2 separate regions of the Mus musculus genome follow, and region 1 is linked to region 2. A link is a contact called in public HiChIP or PLAC-seq data. All regions are on one chromosome and are shown on one strand. Each heading gives the region's core, a stretch centred on a gene start, on an enhancer-like site or on the middle of the called end of the contact. The rest is flanking DNA. Distances are from core to core; before and after follow the strand shown.

Region 1 (5,008 bases), core at 530-3,029, 760 kb after region 2:
ACTTATTTGGGTCTAGTTCCCCAGCCCTTGAACCTAAAAACACTTTACATTAATTAAGATATTCCTAAACCGCATACATTATAAAGGGCTTTCTCTTAGCTGATCTAACTGTAAATATTGAAATACTAAATTTAAACTTTTAATTGTATGGTTAATGCACAGAACTTTCTTTTAATTTTTTTAATCGATATAGATAAATTGATGGTAATTATATCACTTCTCCCCTTTCTCCTTCCAGTCTCCCACTCCCCATCCACCCTTCCCATGTTTTCTACTCTCAAGTTGGCAGCCTTATTTTCTCTGATGGTATTTGATACATACATTCACATATATGTGTGTGCGTGCGCACAAATACATATAAATAGAATCTGCTGAGTCCATTTTGTGTTGTTTGTGGATGTGGCTGGCTTCAAGACTAACCAGGCTCACTGCTCTGGACAAGCAAGCTGGGTGCTCCTCCCTGGGAGCGGCTCAGTCCCCCTCTCTCAGCAGTCTGAAGTTGGCTGCAGCTCTGTTCAGAGATGGGACCCCACAGCATTATTTCCCCTTCGGCGTTAACATGACCACTGACACCGCTAGAGTTCTAGTCTTGTGGACGCAGCCATTTCTAGGAGAGAGCATGTCACAGCAGACTTCCCAGTGTCCTGGCTCTCGCAGTCTTTCTTCCTATCCCCTCTTATGATGCAGGGGGATGGGAGGCAGATGTATCCTCTTGGGCTGGGCTCCCCACACTCTGTTGATCTTGGCACTGAGGACACAGCGCTTTCAAACGCTAGTTTTGGAAGCTGAGGTTGAGAATAAAGCAGCCCAACACTTCTTAACAGATTACAAATTAATTCACAACAAGGGGTTTTTAAAAGTAGGTTTTATTTATTCAAAGACCTTTACTGCCTCATATATATATATAGGTACTGTTAGTTCCATAAAACCTATTAAAACGGTATTATGAGCCAGGTGTGGTGGCAGTACTTGGGAGGCAGAGGCAGGGGGATCTCTGTGAGTTCAAGGTCAGCCGGGTCTATAGAGTCCCAGGACAGCCAGGGCTACACAGAGAAACCCTGTCTTAAAACAAACAAACAAACAAACAAACAAACAAACACAAAATGAAACAAAACAATCAGGCACACTAAACAAGTCTTTGAGGGATCTATTGAGTATGCTTTATAAAAACATTAAGAATGCTTTGAAAGCACCAGATTTTAGAAGGATGCTAAGCGTCTAAGATACCTTACTGAAAATAGGGGTGGGTTTTCTTTTTTAAAGGTAAAATAGCATTCATTGAGTCTTACCTTTTTTTTTTTTTTTTTTTTTTTTTTTTTAAGTTACAGAATTTTGTATTGGCTATGTAGACTTTGGTAAGGACTTTCTTCCAAAGTAGATTTTATAAAGAAATTAAATTTTATTCATTTTTCTGAAGAGTCAAGTTACTCTTGGGAGGTGCTAAGAACACAGTGACATCAGTTAAAATACCCTTAAGTCATGTAAATTATAAATCCTCTTCTGAAGGGAATTTCTTATCGCTATGGGTCCCTGCCCCACCCCCACCCCCAGGAATGCTCACATATAGAATTGACAAACAGGAGATTTTTACTAAGTCTCTGATACATACAAAATAGTGAGTGTACATATTTATCAAAGAGTCTCATCAAATTTCCTTGTCATAATGGAATTACAGGAAATTCCAATCTTTACAAACAGAAACATTTAGGATCTGAGTAACCTTATTGTTTATGTAATAGTCTTTGTAATTAAGTCTTACTCAGAAGAGAGGTAGCTAGTAGTACCTTCCAGTTAAAGGTGACTAAGTTGTCAGAACATGGGGCTGGCAGACAGCTCAGTGGATTAGCATGCTGGTTACTAAATTTAATCTCCAGTCCCTTTGGTTGTCCTAAGACCCCCGTGTGTGCTGTGGCACAAATGATGCCCTGCCCCCAGACACTAAGTTATTTAAAAAGGAGAAACTTTACTAAGATATCATTTTGTTAATGCTTAGAAAATCTCTAAGCTATTTTCTGCTAGTCAAACTAAGTAAATTAAAAAGATAAAATATTTTGTCATTGTTGAGATGGGCTACATTCTTTATTGGGATGATAAAGTTGCTCAACTGTAATTCACTGCTACTAGGCAATGCATTTTATTATAAGTGATTAAACATTCAAAAGTCTTAATATCTGACTCATTATGTATATACATTATAAAATTAAGATAACACCAACATGGGGAAACAACATTCAATTTTTTTTTATAGTTTTCAGATATGTTATGCTTTTTAATGAGAGTTTTAAACATGTATTAAAAGCAATTAGACTTTCTCAGAATGCTGATGTACTTTTTGTAAAATTGTATAAAGGCCATTTTGTTTTGTTTGTTTTTTAGACAAGATCTAACTATATAGTCCTCGCTGGCCTGGAATTCTCTATATAAACAGAGGCTGGCCTCAGACTCACAGAGATACACCCTCCTCCACCTCTTAAGTGTTGGGGTTAAAGGTGTGATAATCACACCTAGCTAAAAGGGCTAACTTTAAAATATAGAGGGTTTAATGTTTGATGTTTTCTCTCTCTCTCTCTCTCTCTCTCTCTCTCTCTCTCTCTCTCTCTCTCTCTCTCTCTCTCTCGGTGTGTGTGTGTGTGTGTGTGTGTGTGTGTAGGCACATGTAGGTATGTCTACATGTATCTGTACATGCATGAAGACCAGAGGAGGACATTGTGTCCTGATCTCCTATCCTCCTATCGGTTAATTTTCTTTTTTCCCTTGAGACAAGGACTTACTGAATTTGGATCTGGCTGTTTCTGCTAGACTGGTTGACCAACCAGACCAGAAAACCTTCAGTCCACACCTCCACAAGGCAATGCTGTGGTTGGAACACAGCAAAGGTTTTTACATGGATATGAGGGCTCCAGACTCAGGTCCTCAGGCTTGTGCACTGTGCACTCGCCCGTGGACCCCTCTCTCCCTCACTTCCCATTGCTTCTGGAGCAACAGGACTGGCCCTCATTTACATTTGTTTAAGCTGAAATCTTCCACCTCCACTTTCTAGCCCCAGCTAAAGAGGATTAGGACATGAGAGGGATCCTGTGCATCAAGCCATGATGTCAGCACTATTTTCAAAAACATTTTGTAAAAGATGTTTTAAATTCCCAAAAGACTCTCTAAGGTCAGGATTTAATGCACCAAAGAAAAACTGAGCCAGATTCTCTGTGTTGCAAGCATTGCAAGCATAATTACCACGGAGGATACGATTTCATGTTTCCTAAGATAACTGTTTACACTTTCTGCTGACTTTCAGGCCCTGTCTGGTTAGGTAAGAAACTAAGTCATAACAGAGCTGAGCTTTCTTGCAATGTGTGCTTATGTTAAAGCTTTTTTTTTCTCCAACTACCTGGATACCCAATTATTATTTTAAAGTGATTCTAGTACATTTACTGTCTTCTGTGTCTATGAATAGGAATGTGTAAGGCCGTTGGCAGAGTTAAAGCTTTGTGTTAAATACACACAAAATGGCCAAATAAGTATTCGCTTTATACACATCTGGGCTTTTAAATTTTTAAGTGACATCTTTGTTAGTTTTTAAAACATGTATTTATTAATTTAATTTAGTGTGTATGTGTGTGTGAGTGTGTATATGTATGTGAATGTGTGAGTGTGTATGTGTGTGTGTGTGCCTGAGTGTGTATGTGTGTGCACCATATACAAGCAAGTGCTCTCAGAGGTCAGAGAAGGTGTTAGATCCCCTGTAACTAGAGTTATGTGCGGATTCTGAGCCACTGGAACTGGGAGCTGGGAACTGAACCTGGGTCCTCTGCAGGGGCAGCAGGTGCTCTTAGCCACAGACCCATCTCTCTAGCCCCATCCTTTGTTCATTTCAGTCAGTACCACTCGGATGAAAACCTGATATTGGAGCTTCCCTGTTATTTAAAACCCCAGTGTGCTTCTATTAGCTTTGACCGAATGAGCACTTATAAGTCAGAAAGCTGGTCTGTGTGGTCTGTACGTGATCACTAGCCTGTTCCCACCTACATTTCTAAGAGATTTAAAGTCTTGCTTTCTGTCAGAGCTAAACACCTCTTATATTACTGACCTAGTTAGGGTTACCATTGCTGTGATGAAACACCATGACCCAAAGCAAGTTGGGAGGAATGGGTTTATTTGGCTTACATTTTTACATCATAGCCATCACTGAAGAAAGACAGGACAGGAGCTCAAAACGGGAGGGAACCTGGAAGCAGGAGCTGATGCAGAGGCCATGGAGGATATTGCTTACTGGCTTGCTCCTCACTGTTTGCTTGGCCTGCTTTCTTATAGAACCCAGGACCACCAGCCTAGGGGTGCTCCACTCACAGTTGGCTCGGCCCTCCCCTATCAATCACTAATTCAGAAACCCCCCTTTAGGCCCAATCTTATGGATGCATTTTCTTACCTGGGCCCTCACCTCTCTGATGACTACACCTTGTGTTGAGCTATCATAAAACTAACCAGCTCAATTACTGAGCATACTAATAGTATGGTAATGAAGAGTAAATACCAACCTTCTGGTTTTTTTTTTCCTTGAAAGTAAAATCTACCTAGGCACAGACACACAGGCACACAACACAACTCCTAAGTATCTCTGAAATAATTGCTGCTGGATTTTTAAAAAAATGTTGTTCATTGAAATAGAATTACATCACTTTTTCCCATTCTTCCCTCTCTAGTCCCTCCTGGCTACCCTCCATTGAACCCCTCAAATTCCCCCTCCTTAAGTTGATAGTCTCTTTTTCTTTATTACTGTTACATATGTGTGTGTGTGTGTATGTGTGTGTATGTATGTTGGAAGAGTCTGATTTCCTCCTCCTGCTGGCCTTCTTGTATGCTGGGTATATTTATGTTCTTCGCAGAACACAACACTTAAAACATTTGACTATGATGGCATCCTCCAAACTAGATTTGTGAGTGGTGCTGTCCTTTCCCAGGTATGCTCCTGTGTTCCTAGTCATAGGTAACTTTCATCTTTAAGCAGAGGCAACCA
Region 2 (5,525 bases), core at 1,384-3,883:
CTGGAAAGTGCAAGCATCACTCCAATAGAATCACTGGATCAAACGGTAAACTTTGTAGGCATTAATCCAAAGCCACCAGATCGAGTGACAGAATCTGCAAAGACACCCCTTCCAGTTCCTCAATCAGTTACCCTCCCCAAAGTTTCTGAAAATGTGGAAGAGATTCCTGGACCACCACTTCAAGTTATAAAGTCTGTGAAGATTCCAGAGAGTACCCCTCAAAAGTCAAAATACAATGATTTGACTCCCAGAATACATGATGTAATAAGTTCAGAATTTGCTCCAAGACTTTGGCTACAAAATGTGCAGTCCAATAAATTAACCCTAGCACCAACACATCAGGTTTTAGAAACAAAAGGACAACCAGGCTTTCAAATTATAAAGACTGTATTAAATCCCAAACCACTGGTTCTGATTGTAAAATCTGAAGAAGTGGCATCAGAACTCACCATGAGATCAAGCATTAAAATAAAGGAGTGTTTGAATTTACACCCAAGACCACATCTTCAAGGACTGGTAAAACTTGCAGGGTTAACTCCAAAGGCCCATATTCAAGTGACTTCTGCAGTTTTAATATTTCAGCAAACATCTCCCCTTAAGGATCCTACATTGTTAACTCATGAACATAGGCTTCAGGCTGAAAAATCTCTAGGCCTCACACCAGAATCTCGTAAATTAATGAAAATGGAGGGTTCAAATCAGAGTAAAGACTCAGAGATGATCACATCAGTACAGTTACAGGCAGAGAACTCCTTATCTTGTTTCATACACAGCCCTTCAGCCCCATTTCTTTCAAGCGTTGATAAAACAACCCAATTAGGGCACCTTCAGGGTTCTGTGGCGCCTGAAGTTTCAAGAGTTTTTGGTATGGAAAACCTTGGTTTGGGAATTTTGCAGTCTTCAAAGTCCTACACAGACACTATTATAATAAAATCTTCAGTTCGTCCCTTGGTCCTTCCAAATCTACCCTCTGATAAGACAGGAGACACCAAGGGAAACCCATATCCTGAGATCTGGAATATTAATGTCTTATCTAAGAAAGGAATTGAAAAGGGCCAAATGGAGGAATTCCAGAGGTATTCTTCATATTCATTCAAACTACTAACAGAGGAGTTTCAGGCTGGATTAGGGGCTCGAAGAAGCTCTATCGGTTCTTTCCTGGGCATACAACAGAATGTCTGGGAAAGTCATGTCTGTAGGCAGCGACTACCTAGGAAATACCTCTCCAGTATGCTAATGCTGGGGAATGTCATGGGAACCACTATGGAAAGGAAGCCTTGTTTTCAGTCATTTGTAACAGAAGGCTCCACTATGGACATCTACCAATCTATTCTTAATTTTTGGGGTTCCAGCTGAACTAATGGTATTTTCTCAAAGCCTGCTAGAAAGGGTTTCAAGGACTGTTTCTCAGACTTCAGTGGTTAAAAACTATATTCAGAGACATATTTTATGTCACAGTAATGAGAAAAGAATGCCTTTAACGATGTCAACACTCTGCTCAACATCTTCCATAATCCAGCAATACTCTGGTAGTAGATTGGGAGTCAAGAAAACTAGTTCAAAGTTCAGCGACATATTCCAGGAAGTCACTGAGCATGTGTCTGTCTCTTGTACCGGGGCTGAGTTTACTTCCTTGATGAAATCAGAGTCATTAAAGTCCCTCCCAGAGAAACAGTCTTAGTTCCTCTGTAAGAACTTATCATAGCTCTTTGATAGAAGACATAACAGTCTCTTTAAGGGGAGAGGCCACAGTTCCTCAAGGAGAAGTCCTCAAAATCCCTCAGGGAGTAGCTTTCCAAGTCCTTCAGGGAAGAGCCCTAGAAGTCACTTGAGGTGGAGCCCTTGTAGTCCCTCAGGAAGGAACCTTCACAGTCCCTCAGGGAGAAGCCCTTGTAGACTTCTAGAGAGAAGAGGGCACATTCCTTCTGTGAAGAAGAGTCTACACAGTCTTTCAGGGAGGAGTCAGCAGACTCTCTATTCTCTGAGATGCCTCAGTCCCTCAAAAACGAGCCATCTCAGTCTCTCGTGGACGTCACTGGGCAGTCATTCAGAAAGGAGCCATGGTAATTTCTCTGAAAGATCCTTTTCCGTTCCCTCTGGTTGGAAAGGACATAGTTCTGGATCAAGCCCACTTCTTCTAAGAACAGGCATTGTTCCAGACTCATCCGCTGGAGAGATCCAGATGTAACTTGGCTAAAGTGTTCATGTCTTTCAGGGACCGCACCAAAAAAAAAAAAAAAAAAAAAAATCCAAAAGCTAGACAAGTTTGGAGGCCAGAAGTTAGTGGATAAGGAGAGTTCTGTCCCTCACCTGAGCAAAGAAAGAGATATCTGGGAGGGAAGGAGAAGAGAATGGGTCTTTAATTTAAGATCAATAAAGGGGCGATTTGAATTTCGTTTGCATCTGTAAAACCACTTGTGGGATGGGTGGGAGTAGGTGTGCAAACGCTAGTTCGGGAGGACCCCTTAAATATTCAGACTCCTCCCATTTGCTCCAACCTTCACGCCCCAAAGGCCTGCCTACTCCCTTGTTGCTATGGGGGCGGGGTCTCAATGGAAGCCGAAGAAGAGTTATCACGTGACTCCTTTCCCGCCGCAGCCCCCTCGGAAGCAGCTAGGCGGAAGTAGGTGTTCAGAACAGGGTTAGTCGCCGCTGAGACCACATCCGGGAGAGGCGAGGAGAGCGGAAGTGGCGTTGGTCTGTCCGGAGCCCTTGGGTGAAATTGTTAGGCGTGGAGGGGGAGTGATGTCTTCCAGACTCGGTGCAGTCACCGCCGTGAGTTTCTTGGTGTGACCATTATACTTTAGAAATAGAACTGTCGAGCTGAGAACACGCGGTCCTTTGCTTTTGTTTTGTACTCAGAGTTGTTTTTTTTTTTTTTTTCCGGAGCCAATCCTAGGCCCCACCCTTTTATATCAGATCCACTTACCGCCTTTTTTCTTCCCATTTTTATTTTTATTGCTTAGTCCTCGTATCCTTGGACTGAGTTCCTCGACACATTGTAATTATTTATATTCCTTCAGCATCCCCAGTGCCTCCCGTTTCTTTTAATATATATATGATACATATGTATATATCATATATATATTTTTTTTTTCCTCGTCTTTTCTTTTCAAGCCTCTATCTAGGATAGGGTTTTGAGAATGGACAAAGATGAAAACTCTGGTATTGTCAACCCGTCTTTACATTGTGAATAAATAGAATGGCACAGGTTTCCTAAAAAGTGTCTCCTTCAGTCCATTTGAAGTAGTTGCTCGGGACAGCTTCACATCTAGGCACAAGGGGGATTCATCTCTTTGCGGATGAGCTTCAAAGGTCCCTAGCACTCACTCCTGTGCTTGTGATTTGCTAGACCCCGGGACCCACATCCCTTAAGCAGCAGAGGAGCACCAGGATCGTGGGAGCTAAGAAGTAAGTGAGGTTTTCTGAGGACATTTTTGTAATGGTGTAGACAGTGCTGCTAAAGATGTTCTGTGTCTGCACTGTGGAGCATCATAGCCACCAGACAGGTATGGCTTTGGGGCACTTGAGATGTGGCTAGTACAATTGAAGAACCGAATTACAAATTCTATTTCATTTTAATGGACTAAAACTTCAATAACCATCTGTAGGTAGTAGCTACGGGATTGGACAGTGCAGATAAAATCCTAGTGTGGGGGAAAGAAAACCTGGCTTGCAATAAAGATGCAGTCTAATAAAAATGGAGTGTGTGTTTCAGTTAGTGGTATTCCTGCGTGGCCTCTGCCCCCCATATCAAATATGTGCTCATAATTAATTTGATGGACTGGGGAGGGAAATAAAAACAGCTATAAGCAATCTTTACATTTCTAAGCTACTTGGTTGCAGCCCTGATTTATTGTTTTGTGTAATGAATGTGCTAAGTTTTGCCATGGCTAACACAAAAGAAAGATTTTATTAACTTGGACCTCCGGGGTGAGTTCATTCACTTAGATAACACTTACGGGATGTCTGCTCTGAACAAGCTGTGTAGTAGGTTGGGCACCCAGGCATGACAACAGAGCTGTCTGTTCAACAGATGAATTGGGTAATCACGGCAATACAATACAGTATAATAGGAAAAAACTGTTTTTTTGTGGTAGGGGCTCACTATCTGGAAATTCCCTGTGACACTTGGCTTGGCCTGTAACTTGTAGTCCTCAGGCATCTGTCTCCTGAGTGCTGGGATCACAGGCCTGGGCCACCACACACTTGTATTTTTGTTTGAGATGGGGTTTCACTATGTAGCCCAGGCTGACCAGGAGCTTACTGTGTCGGCCAGGGTGGACTTTAACTTTTGCAGTTTCTGCCCTCAGCCTTCCCAGTACCGGGATCACAGGCATGTGCTACGCTTTTAATTTGTGCAACTGCTAGTAAATATTCCTATAGTGGAATTTAATGCCACTTTTGGGAAGCAAAGGGATGATTTCAGTATTACCAGAATAGTCCACGCAAAGACAGAGGCTTGAAGGTCGAAGAATAATTCAGTTAGAGACTGAGCAGTCCCACCCTCCTGTCCCATGAAGTCAGTGTTTGAACTGATAGAAGTTTATAATACCTAGCTGTGTGACACTGGCATGGAGGATGATAGCGCGTGGAGGATATCGCAGGGCGTCATTAAGAGGAGGTAGCAGGGGGCTGGAGAGATGGCTCAGCGGTTAAGAGCACTGACTGCTCTTCCAGAGGTCTTGAGTTCAAATCCCTGCAACCACATGGTGGCTCACAACCATCCGTAATGAGATCTGACCTCCTCTTCTGGAGTGTCTGAAGACAGCTACAGTGTACTTACATATAGTAAATAAATCTGAAAAGAAAAAGAAAAAAATACAAAAAAAAAAAAAAAAGGGTAGCAGGAGCCAGGTCCTTTAGGGCATGCTAAGGTGTTGCAATTGTAATTATCCTGGAAGGGAAAGGTCACCTTTGAAGAGATGGATTGAAAGAAGTGTGAAAACTGGTACCAAGACTGTTTTGCTCAAATCTAAGGAAGAAAGTGAAATGTGGCCTATGATCGTAACTGTATGCGAAACATAGCGTGTGATTGTAACTATATTATAGATGCAGGCGATGAGAGGAGGTGAGAGTTCAGAGGGGGAGGTGGAAACAGTGTGTTGACAGGTTTCTGTCTTTGGCAACAGTTGGATTTTGGATTCATAAACCGAATAAAAACTGGGAATTTCTGAACCGAGACCTAACATTACCAACAAAATGAATGGGTTTGCGCTTAAATGAAGAACTGATCTTAAATACAGAATTAAGAATTACCTTCTGTGAAAAGTAATTGGGAACATATTTTTTTTTCTCCACAAGATGAGTGCATTCATCAGCTTTTCTAGGAATTATGGAAAGAAAATTGTTAAGCAGAATGAAGGCAAATGGGTCCGTCTCTTAATCAGAATTGGAGTCATTGGGAGAACTCACTCAAAACTCTTTGGATTTATTTAGTGTTTGTGATGTTCTCACATGGATGTCTGTGCACCACAGACCCATGGAGCTCCGAAGAGGCCATCAGGTCTCCTGGAACTGGAGTG

What was found. HiChIP or PLAC-seq counts read pairs in DNA pulled down with a chosen protein or histone mark.
Region 1: a contact with region 2 is called in an H3K27ac HiChIP or PLAC-seq map of the NIH/3T3 cell line, with 5 times the contacts expected there. The contact joins the enhancer-like site here to the promoter of Zfp512 in region 2. A contact is called at or near these places in 1 of 115 datasets of contacts at active chromatin or transcription factors (the NIH/3T3 cell line) and 2 of 9 other capture datasets (liver and macrophages).

What each region holds. Positions count from the first base shown.
Region 1 is chr5:32,207,997-32,213,004 of GRCm38.p6, forward strand. No RefSeq gene overlaps it. Among named protein-coding and RNA genes, the nearest start is that of Gm36783, 22 kb to the right of the region's middle. Within about 2 kb of position 1,780, at least 12 of the 459 cell types and tissues checked have an H3K27ac peak or open chromatin away from gene starts, as enhancers often do. A contact at or near this core is called in the NIH/3T3 cell line, where this site is marked.
Region 2 is chr5:31,449,803-31,455,327 of GRCm38.p6, forward strand. It overlaps Zfp512 (zinc finger protein 512), which reads left to right and starts at 2,634. Exons shown (of 14, transcript NM_172993.3): 1 at 2,634-2,775; 2 at 3,353-3,411. The coding sequence starts at 2,746.